Regions from separate parts of the Drosophila melanogaster genome. Here region 2 is linked to region 1. A link is a contact called in public Hi-C data. All regions are on one chromosome and are shown on one strand. The core of a region is the stretch at or near the end of the contact, and the rest is flanking DNA. Distances in the headings are between cores, read along the strand shown. Region 1 holds the start of CG11357. Region 2 holds the start of CG32246.

Region 1 (3,992 bases), core at 1,050-3,549:
GCTTGCAATATGTTTCTTGAGTTGGGTTCCGTATTCTCGCAGGTTTATTTCCTGCCCCTTGACTTTAATAGATAAATCTATTTCTATTTCTGGAAGATCACTTGGAGTATTTTCTGGTTTTTCAGCCTCCACAACCTTTTTTGATTTCTTGATCTTGCTATCAATGGGCTGAAATATTTTATCCAGCTTCGGTATTGAGGGCACTCCATTGCAACAACGAATGAGATTCACATTTCCCTCAATTTTAAATGATTCCCTAGCAATCTTATCCCACGCCGATCTAGAAATATTTTTATTTAGATTTGCGAGCAATATGAATCCTTTGATACCTACCGTTGCTGATTAACAAAAATGCTGGGATCATTATTATTATTATTCATCAGCGATTCAAGGCGTGAATTGTACAGATTATTCGTAAATAATACTAAGGAATCGGATAGACCAGCCACATCACCAGATTGTGTAGAACTATGAGGATTCTACATGAAAGACAAACAATTTAAACAAATTCGAATGTATGTTAATGAAATATGAAGTTTATACCAAAATCGACGAAAGCATCTTTTCACTGGCGCAGAAGTCGAAAACCTCTTCAGGATAAACCAGAAATGGAACTGAATGTATGATGATTTTTCTAAGTTTATTAGTCACACTGGATGCTTTTTTCAACGATTCGGGTGTTATTGGTATATCTTTCTTATTTGGGTGCCATATCTGAGTGGTAGTATACGTTTTTAGCTCAACGCGACCATCGGTTTGCTTGTAAACTCCAAGATACGGGGTGACCATTAGACCTGCGGCAAACCCCGTATGGGTCACAAATCGGTTCCAGGAATCAGACATTGAGTACTGTGACACATATGACATGCAACAGTCAATGTTGCTGGAATGTCCAGTTTCATCTTGTACAAATAAAAAAATATAATACATTTCTCGATTTACTTATAACTATCGAGCTTACCCACGCATCGTCGGCATCGAAACACCGGATACAGGCGCCAGGATCTACTTTCTTCGGCCAGCTTGGGATCATATACATTATTGACAACCATCACAAAAAATAAAGACGTGAGTGACTGCCCTTTGGAGTATTTTCCTGATATGAGAAAGTAGATAACATAATGACGCTTATTTGGAATATATTATTAATTTTACTATAACTATAACTCACTATAACTCCAGATCGCATGAAACATGTTAGAATCGAAATTCAGCAGAGACAGCTTTGCCTTCAATATGTTTTCTTGACCCGACGATATTCTGCAAACCTTGAGCTTTATAATTTGCAATTTTTTCGGATGAATCCTACTTACAGATCCCAGGTTATATCGTTGCCATGGCCCAGGATGTCGGCAAACTTTTGCTGCACTTCTCTGACTGTGGGAACTAAGTTTCCGTCCCCTTTTGGAGCACTCATTTTTGCAAACTTTTATTCCTGCTTATTTCTAGAACTTCTTCTGTTGCACGTAGAAGATGGAAGTTGCAACAAAAGGCGGCTATCGATAGTCAGTGCTGACGAACTGTCACTATCTAAGTAATATGATGTATTTACCAGTCATATTAGGGATATTTGTAATTTAAATAAACATTAAATAAAACACTTATCAAAATGTATATCTCTTAATGTTTATGATCACCCCAATATTGTTTACATTCGACTGTTTGTAAATAATTAGGTTTCATAAAAGGCATTATTACTCAACGAATTAAATATTATTCTAATTTTTGTTATTAAGTAATTAAGTAATTACAAAATTTAGTTGGCTGATAACGATATTAGTGCAATTTAAAAAGTTAAAATCTTAATGTTAAGTTAAAATAGGTTTCCTATCGGTTGAATCAATTATCATTGCGTTTCTTCGTAATTTACAACTTACGAATGGCGACTGAGCCGATGCACTTTAATCGATAGCAATTTTGGCAGATGGATCTTGAAAATCTAGGCAAGCTAGATGAGAAAGCGATAGAAATGGTCACCCCAAATTTTAAACGCGTGTCGATGCTTGAGTTCCATCCCTATCTCCCGCTTTCAGTTAACATTCCAGTGGTGTATATAAAATCTTATGCCTGGGGTTTTTGAAATTTATACTTAAATAATATATATTAATACTGAACATGTTAATATTTTTAAATGTGTTTTGATACAAATATTGTTAAAAACTAGATTTCTTTAACTCTGAATATTCAAAAAGTTTTATGAAGCCAACTCCCCTTAACAGCCCTTCTTTACAACTAACAACAACGCCTCTGTTAAATATAACAGTGAATTTCGCCGCTTTAACAGCAACTGAGAGCGGCTAACAGTGCGAGAGAAATTCGAACGGGGCAGCAACAAAAAAGAAGAAAAAGACTGGTAATAACGCTACGCTTCTCAGTTACTCAGTTCCGAACGGGCAAAAAACAATTTAGCGCCCTCTGAAACGCTCTGTGTTTTATTTTCCACTTAAAATATTAAAAAAGTGCATAAAAATTGCACACGTCGCTGATAACTCGCTCGGTATACTTATTCTCTAAAATACTGTCTTTCAAATCAGTTGGAAAATATGACATGATAATAAGTGAACAATAGCCGCGCCGAGAATTTTTCGACGAGTGACGGCGGTTATTCCGTTTTTTATTCAGTTTTTCTTAAAAAACCCAAGCGCATAAACAATTAAAGTCGGACAACACCATCGTTAAATGAATTAAAAGTGAATAAAAGCGCTGTCAACGCCTTTTTGGGCAGCGAAAAAAGGAAAGAGAAATCCAGGCCCAGCATCCTTCAGCCTGCTTCTTCTTCTTCCTCTTCATCTCCTTTTGCATTTCTTTTCGCCGCGTCTGTATAGGTGTTCGTGTTGGTGTGGTTGTGTGCAAGCTTGAAAATTGTGTTAAGTTAAGTAAATTTATTCCAGCTGCCAACAACAAATTGATGCCAAAAATCTATACAAATTAAGTGCTGCGTGCGCGTGTGTGTTGAATTAGCACTCCCAATTGGTGTCTCTTTCGCTCTAACTCTGTTTTTGAACTGTTACCCAAAGCGATGGGTGTGTGTAAGTGTGCGTGAGTGCTTCACATGGAAATTAATTAAAAACGCACATTTGTTGCCATTTCCCTCGCTCTCCCGCAAGGATTCGACTGACTGGCTAATGAGGAAGCAGCCAGGCGAACAACCAGCAGGTGACTATTAATACATAAAAAAAAGCATAAAATGTATGAAATTAATTATGCGAGTGCTTGGATACTATCTCTCCAGATTTCGAGGGGTTTTGTCTTTTACTTTTGCTTATCAGCATCCATTGAACAGTATCCTATTGTTGTCATTGTTGCTGCGGGGAGGGACACTTGCTCTCTCGCTCACTCTCTTTCATGTGTGGGTAGCGTTTTTTTTTTTTGTTTTTTATATACGCATCTATCTCTTCTTTCGCTCTTTTCTTCGCCTTTAAGAGGCGTTGTTGTTGTGTGCTCTTCTTTTGTGCTTTTTTCCAACATGAATTTTCTTCGCTTTTTGTTAGCACGTCGCTGTCGCTGAGGACTGACCTTGAACAAGTTCAGGCACAGTGGCACGCATGCCTGTTTGTTGTCCTCCGTTTTGGCTCGTCTGCTCCTTTTCGCCTTTTTCAACTCGTTGTCCTTGGCCTGTCCCACTGTGCCGCCTCGCTCCGTCTCCCTCTTCCTATCTTTCTGTGCGCCTCGCTCCCGTCTGAATGTTTGCCCAAGACTGCGAGAGTGTTTACCTCATCACTTAGGTACAGTGGAAATCTCACTAGTTCCGATACACCGCTTATCAATAAAAAATAACCCATTTCTATATCAATTTTTCCTGATATCAATCAAGTCATATGTATTCAACTTATTACATATTCAATAGATTTGTTATCTGAAGAAGAAGTCGCTAAGAAGACCGTGTTCGAGTCCCACTAAGATAGCACCATATCTCTAAGGGCGATATTTTGGATCTAAATCGATTTTTGTGTGATTTTCGCTAATAGACATTTAACACGTGTACTTTAAAT
Region 2 (4,091 bases), core at 1,142-3,641, 79 kb after region 1:
CTGGAGCGAAGTCAATGAAAAATGCGATTGGAATGCCAGAAATGTTTGGCTTCACCTGGTCAGCAGAGCAGCCAAATTGCTCACCTCCGTCGCTCCGTTTGTGCGCCTGTGCGTTTTTGTTGTTTTGTTGCTGCACGGCTGGCTGTGTTGCATGGTTTATGTGCTCTAATTGGAGTAACAGAGCCGAAAACTTTTTGCCACTGAATGCCTGCCGCCCATAAAAGCAGCTTTATGAAAATCGATAAAATCGAAAACTAGCCAACACAACAGGGCCACAGAAGCTGAAATAGAAAGAGCAATACAACCACCAACCAAAGCTCCACACAATCGAATCCATGGAAAAGAAGTGAGAACGATACGAGTCTGGTGACGAAGTTTGGAATACCCTAACCAGGTTGTACTTTAGTACCAGGTACTAAACTAAGCTGGGCTAGATATGAGATATTATCAGCTGGATTGCTTATAAAGTACTCTCACGATATATATTTGTATCTTTCAATTATGTGTAATGGGATCATTAGAACTTCGTAGGATGTTCAGAACATCGTACTTCGATAACATTCGACAACATTTGATAACTTCGATAACATTCCACGATTATTATATTACACTAAAATATTCTCTTATAATCATCATACCCTCTTCCAAGGGCACAAAAACAGTCCGCCTGAGTCCGGAAATGTGTGCGGCGGTACGTGGTTCTGGGCATGGGCCAGGAGCACGCGTCATCGTCGCGGCCGCTCAATGGCAAGGCGAACAGGACGTGGTGTGGCGATGGGCGGCGGAAGGTGAGGAGGACGCCGAGGGAACGGAACGGAAGGCCGGAACAAAGCTCGCCGAGTGCGAGAGCGAAAAAAAAACCACCACCGATGCAAAAGTTGGCGGCGGTTTATGGGATGAAACAATGTTTTGTTGCCCACCGGATGTTCGGCGAAGGTAAGCGGTGAAGTGTGCGTGTGTGGTAAGTGGGGAGTTGGCTCAAACCGAAGCTGCATGCAGACAGATAGGGAGAGATATATGGGCAGAGAGAGAAAGAGAGAGCGAGGGAGAAATATAGAGGAGCTCAACAGGACACAACAATGCAAATGTTTGCAGTGTCCACAGAGAAAATATTGCACGAAACTCCCTTTAATTTGTGCTAATTATACTCCCAGTGATCACTTGAAAAAAAAAAGTTCTCAAAGGAATCGCTTATTTATTCTCTAAAGACAAATCAGCATAAAAGCTGGCAATTGAATTGAGTAAGCCTACACAAATTTCTCTCAGTGCTCACACATATCCCATCGCTTCAGGTTCCATTTGCGAACGGGTGTGTGTTTCCAAATGGATCCTCATTCTCATCCACATGGACTCGATTTTCACGTTGATTTCGCCCCGTTGCAAGCATGCGAGTGTTTTATAGCCAACGACCTGTGCTAATCCCATAAATCTAATTGGCCCCGGGCCTCGCTCCACTCCTGGCCAGCTTTTGGGTTAGGCGGTCACACACACACACACACACAGGCCGAAATGGCAAACAAACAAAAAAAAAGTGGGGACGGAGCAACATCCTCTGCCATGTCCATGTCCATTTCCATGTCCGTGTCCAGTTCCCGTTCGAAATACGCTCTCTTCGCCCGTTGGAAATTGCGCCTGAAGCTTTGACCATTAAATGTGACTGCAAACTTTTCTTTTGCCAGCAAAAACTTAGCGACATAAATTAGAACTTTAGCTGGGAGCAGCTAACCCAAGCATTTATCCCCCCGCAGGTGGCAGAGCTCCAATAAAGTGGCGCTCGCTGAATAAAAACAATTGCAAAATGCAATGTTGTGCCTGCAGCGGCAACAACTTTATTTTTAGATGCACTTAGTCCTGGCTGACTTGTCCACCTGAATGGCAAAAAATAAAACGTAAGCAACAGCTATTCTGAAAAATATTTCACCAGGGAATTGAAGCTTGACATACTTAAATAAATTAGTGGTAATAGATAGCAGAACATTTGAACATATATTACAATAAAATTTATAGAATCATATAAAAACAATTTATTAGATGGCTACTATTCACTTTCAAAAGTTCATGCTTGAAAACGAAGACTTAATGTTTTGAATTAGTTTGGTAAATTAGAGACACAAGTTTCAATACACTTCCTTTCTGCCGTTACCAAATCGCTGCCTTGATTATGGCTAGCCCTCGTAAGGGTATATAGAGAGGAAAACTTTAAATTGGCATAAAAACTTTTGAACTTTTACGAAATAGGGACAACAGGGGGTCTACAATGGGCGTAAGTTAGGTCAACGGCAGCCCATTAAATAGATTGATGACCAGGCCAACCGACTTGGGAACTATGTCAATTGAGACAGTAAATTGACGGAAAGAAGGTTAAAAGTTGCAGCTCAGTAGTCGTAGTATATAGAATCAACTATTCACCAAATCAAATCAAAATCCATACGCAAATATGTGGAAGGTGAAGTTGCCCCAATATTATCAGTTGCTACCCCTTAAGATCAAGAAGATATTGCTATATCGGTTCCTATTTGCCACATTACTCTGCTCATGGCTGGACTATCAGATGCTGACGATTTTCGTAGCCATCAATTTGTTCGAGGTGATGCGTCCACTGGTTTCCGTCACTGAAATCCTGAGATGGACTCTGTTTTCGGTGTATTCCTCGGTACTAATGTTGCTCATACGAGTGAGCACGATGGGATTTGGTTTGGTATTGTGCCACATACATTATAACAATCCCCGATGCTTCAAAAATAACATTTTAAGAATAACCTACGAGTTTCCTATAAGGCTTGGGCTGATTGCATCGATACTCTCTATAACCATGACTACCAGCTGGCTTTATGCATCCTTTGTGGACTTGAACAATGGGAATTACTTGCTAGGAGGATCCTGGTATTACCTCATGACCTTTGGCTGCTTTTGTGGTATTTCCTATTACCATAAGAGTCAGGGAAGATGCCTTCGAAGATTCCCATTACCCATTGTGCATTTGGACATAAAGAAGTGTCTGCTTCAAATGTGGTGTCACCAATTAAAGACTTCTGCTAAAGCAGCTATCGTTCCAACTTTATTATTTACCGTCATCTACTGGCCAACCATGGGTTTCCTGGACACTACCGAATTAGGCGGAGTGACCATTGGATGTTGTGTTATTATAACGCAACCTCAAAGACTTTTTCAAGCTTGGTTACTAGCCACACTGATCCTGTTCAAACTAAATATCGTTCCGAAATTTTATGGCCTGGTTTTGCAGCGAAAACTATCACTGATTTGTGATTTAAGAGCACTGCACAAGTGTACAGGTATCAATCTATTTAATCTGATATGGGACCGCTTTCAATACTTTTTCTGCACAATGCGTATGAAACCAATGCCCAAGGATATGCAACGCTATACATTTTCAATACCAGTAGCAATGGCTCTGGACACTACGGAAATCTATGGATTTCAATTGCTGGCAGCCCGTGATTTTTATGCCGCCATGTCGGGTAGCTTGTACCTTGATTTGTTTAAAATGGAAATTGGTCTAGGAAATCGAAATTGGAGAGAGTTACGCGACATTATACTGGAAATGGTAGATGCATTTCTAGCCCGGATGGATTCCTGTTTGGAGCCGGCTACGCCCATTAAGATCTGTCATTTGCTAAAGAACAATAAACCCAAGTGTCCTCAAATTCGTTTATTGGTAAAACCGACTCCTCCGCCAAAACGTTTTTGTGTCCACAGCATACGGAAAGGTTTATGGTTTCGATTGCCAATTGTATCGCAGTACTATAGCTACTTGTACGACCTAGATCCTCTGGCCAATCTAAATCATGTGCTGCTGTGTGGGGAACCTCTTGTTTGGATCCTTCAAGGACTCGTCAGCATCTGCGTAAGACTCTTCAAGGAAGACAAATTCGTCTACATTGAAAGCGATGTGGATCGCATTCTGGTGTATTTATTAAAGGTGGAGGAAAAGCTGAACGAGGCTAAGGAAATGAAGGTGAGAGGAAAACTTTGCTCCAGCCATGATCGTTTTATGAAGGCCATAAACCGCTGTTTATACAAAATGCTGTTTACCTTTAGTCCATATATGGACTACATTTTCGACGACGATA

What was found. A called contact is a pair of places that touch in the nucleus more often than the background predicts.
Region 2: a contact with region 1 is called in a Hi-C map of the Kc167 cell line, with 5 times the contacts expected there. A contact is called at or near these places in 25 of 107 Hi-C or Micro-C datasets (the Clone 8 cell line, the D17-c3 cell line, the Kc167 cell line and 9 more) and 6 of 7 datasets of targeted methods (the Kc167 cell line and the S2 cell line).

What each region holds. Positions count from the first base shown.
Region 1 is chr3L:4,539,752-4,543,743 of dm6, forward strand. CG11357 reads left to right here and starts at 2,300. Exons shown (of 4, transcript NM_001259697.2): 1 at 2,300-2,353; 2 at 2,892-3,156. It overlaps CG32243, which reads right to left and starts at 1,493. Exons shown (of 6, transcript NM_168094.3): 1 at 1,314-1,493; 2 at 1,172-1,260; 3 at 962-1,096; 4 at 544-902; 5 at 334-479; 6 at 1-280. The coding sequence starts at 1,417.
Region 2 is chr3L:4,618,828-4,622,918 of dm6, forward strand. CG32246 reads left to right here and starts at 2,392. Exons shown (of 1, transcript NM_168098.3): 1 at 2,392-4,091. The coding sequence starts at 2,438. All of the region lies in intron 2 of Src64B (Src oncogene at 64B), which reads right to left.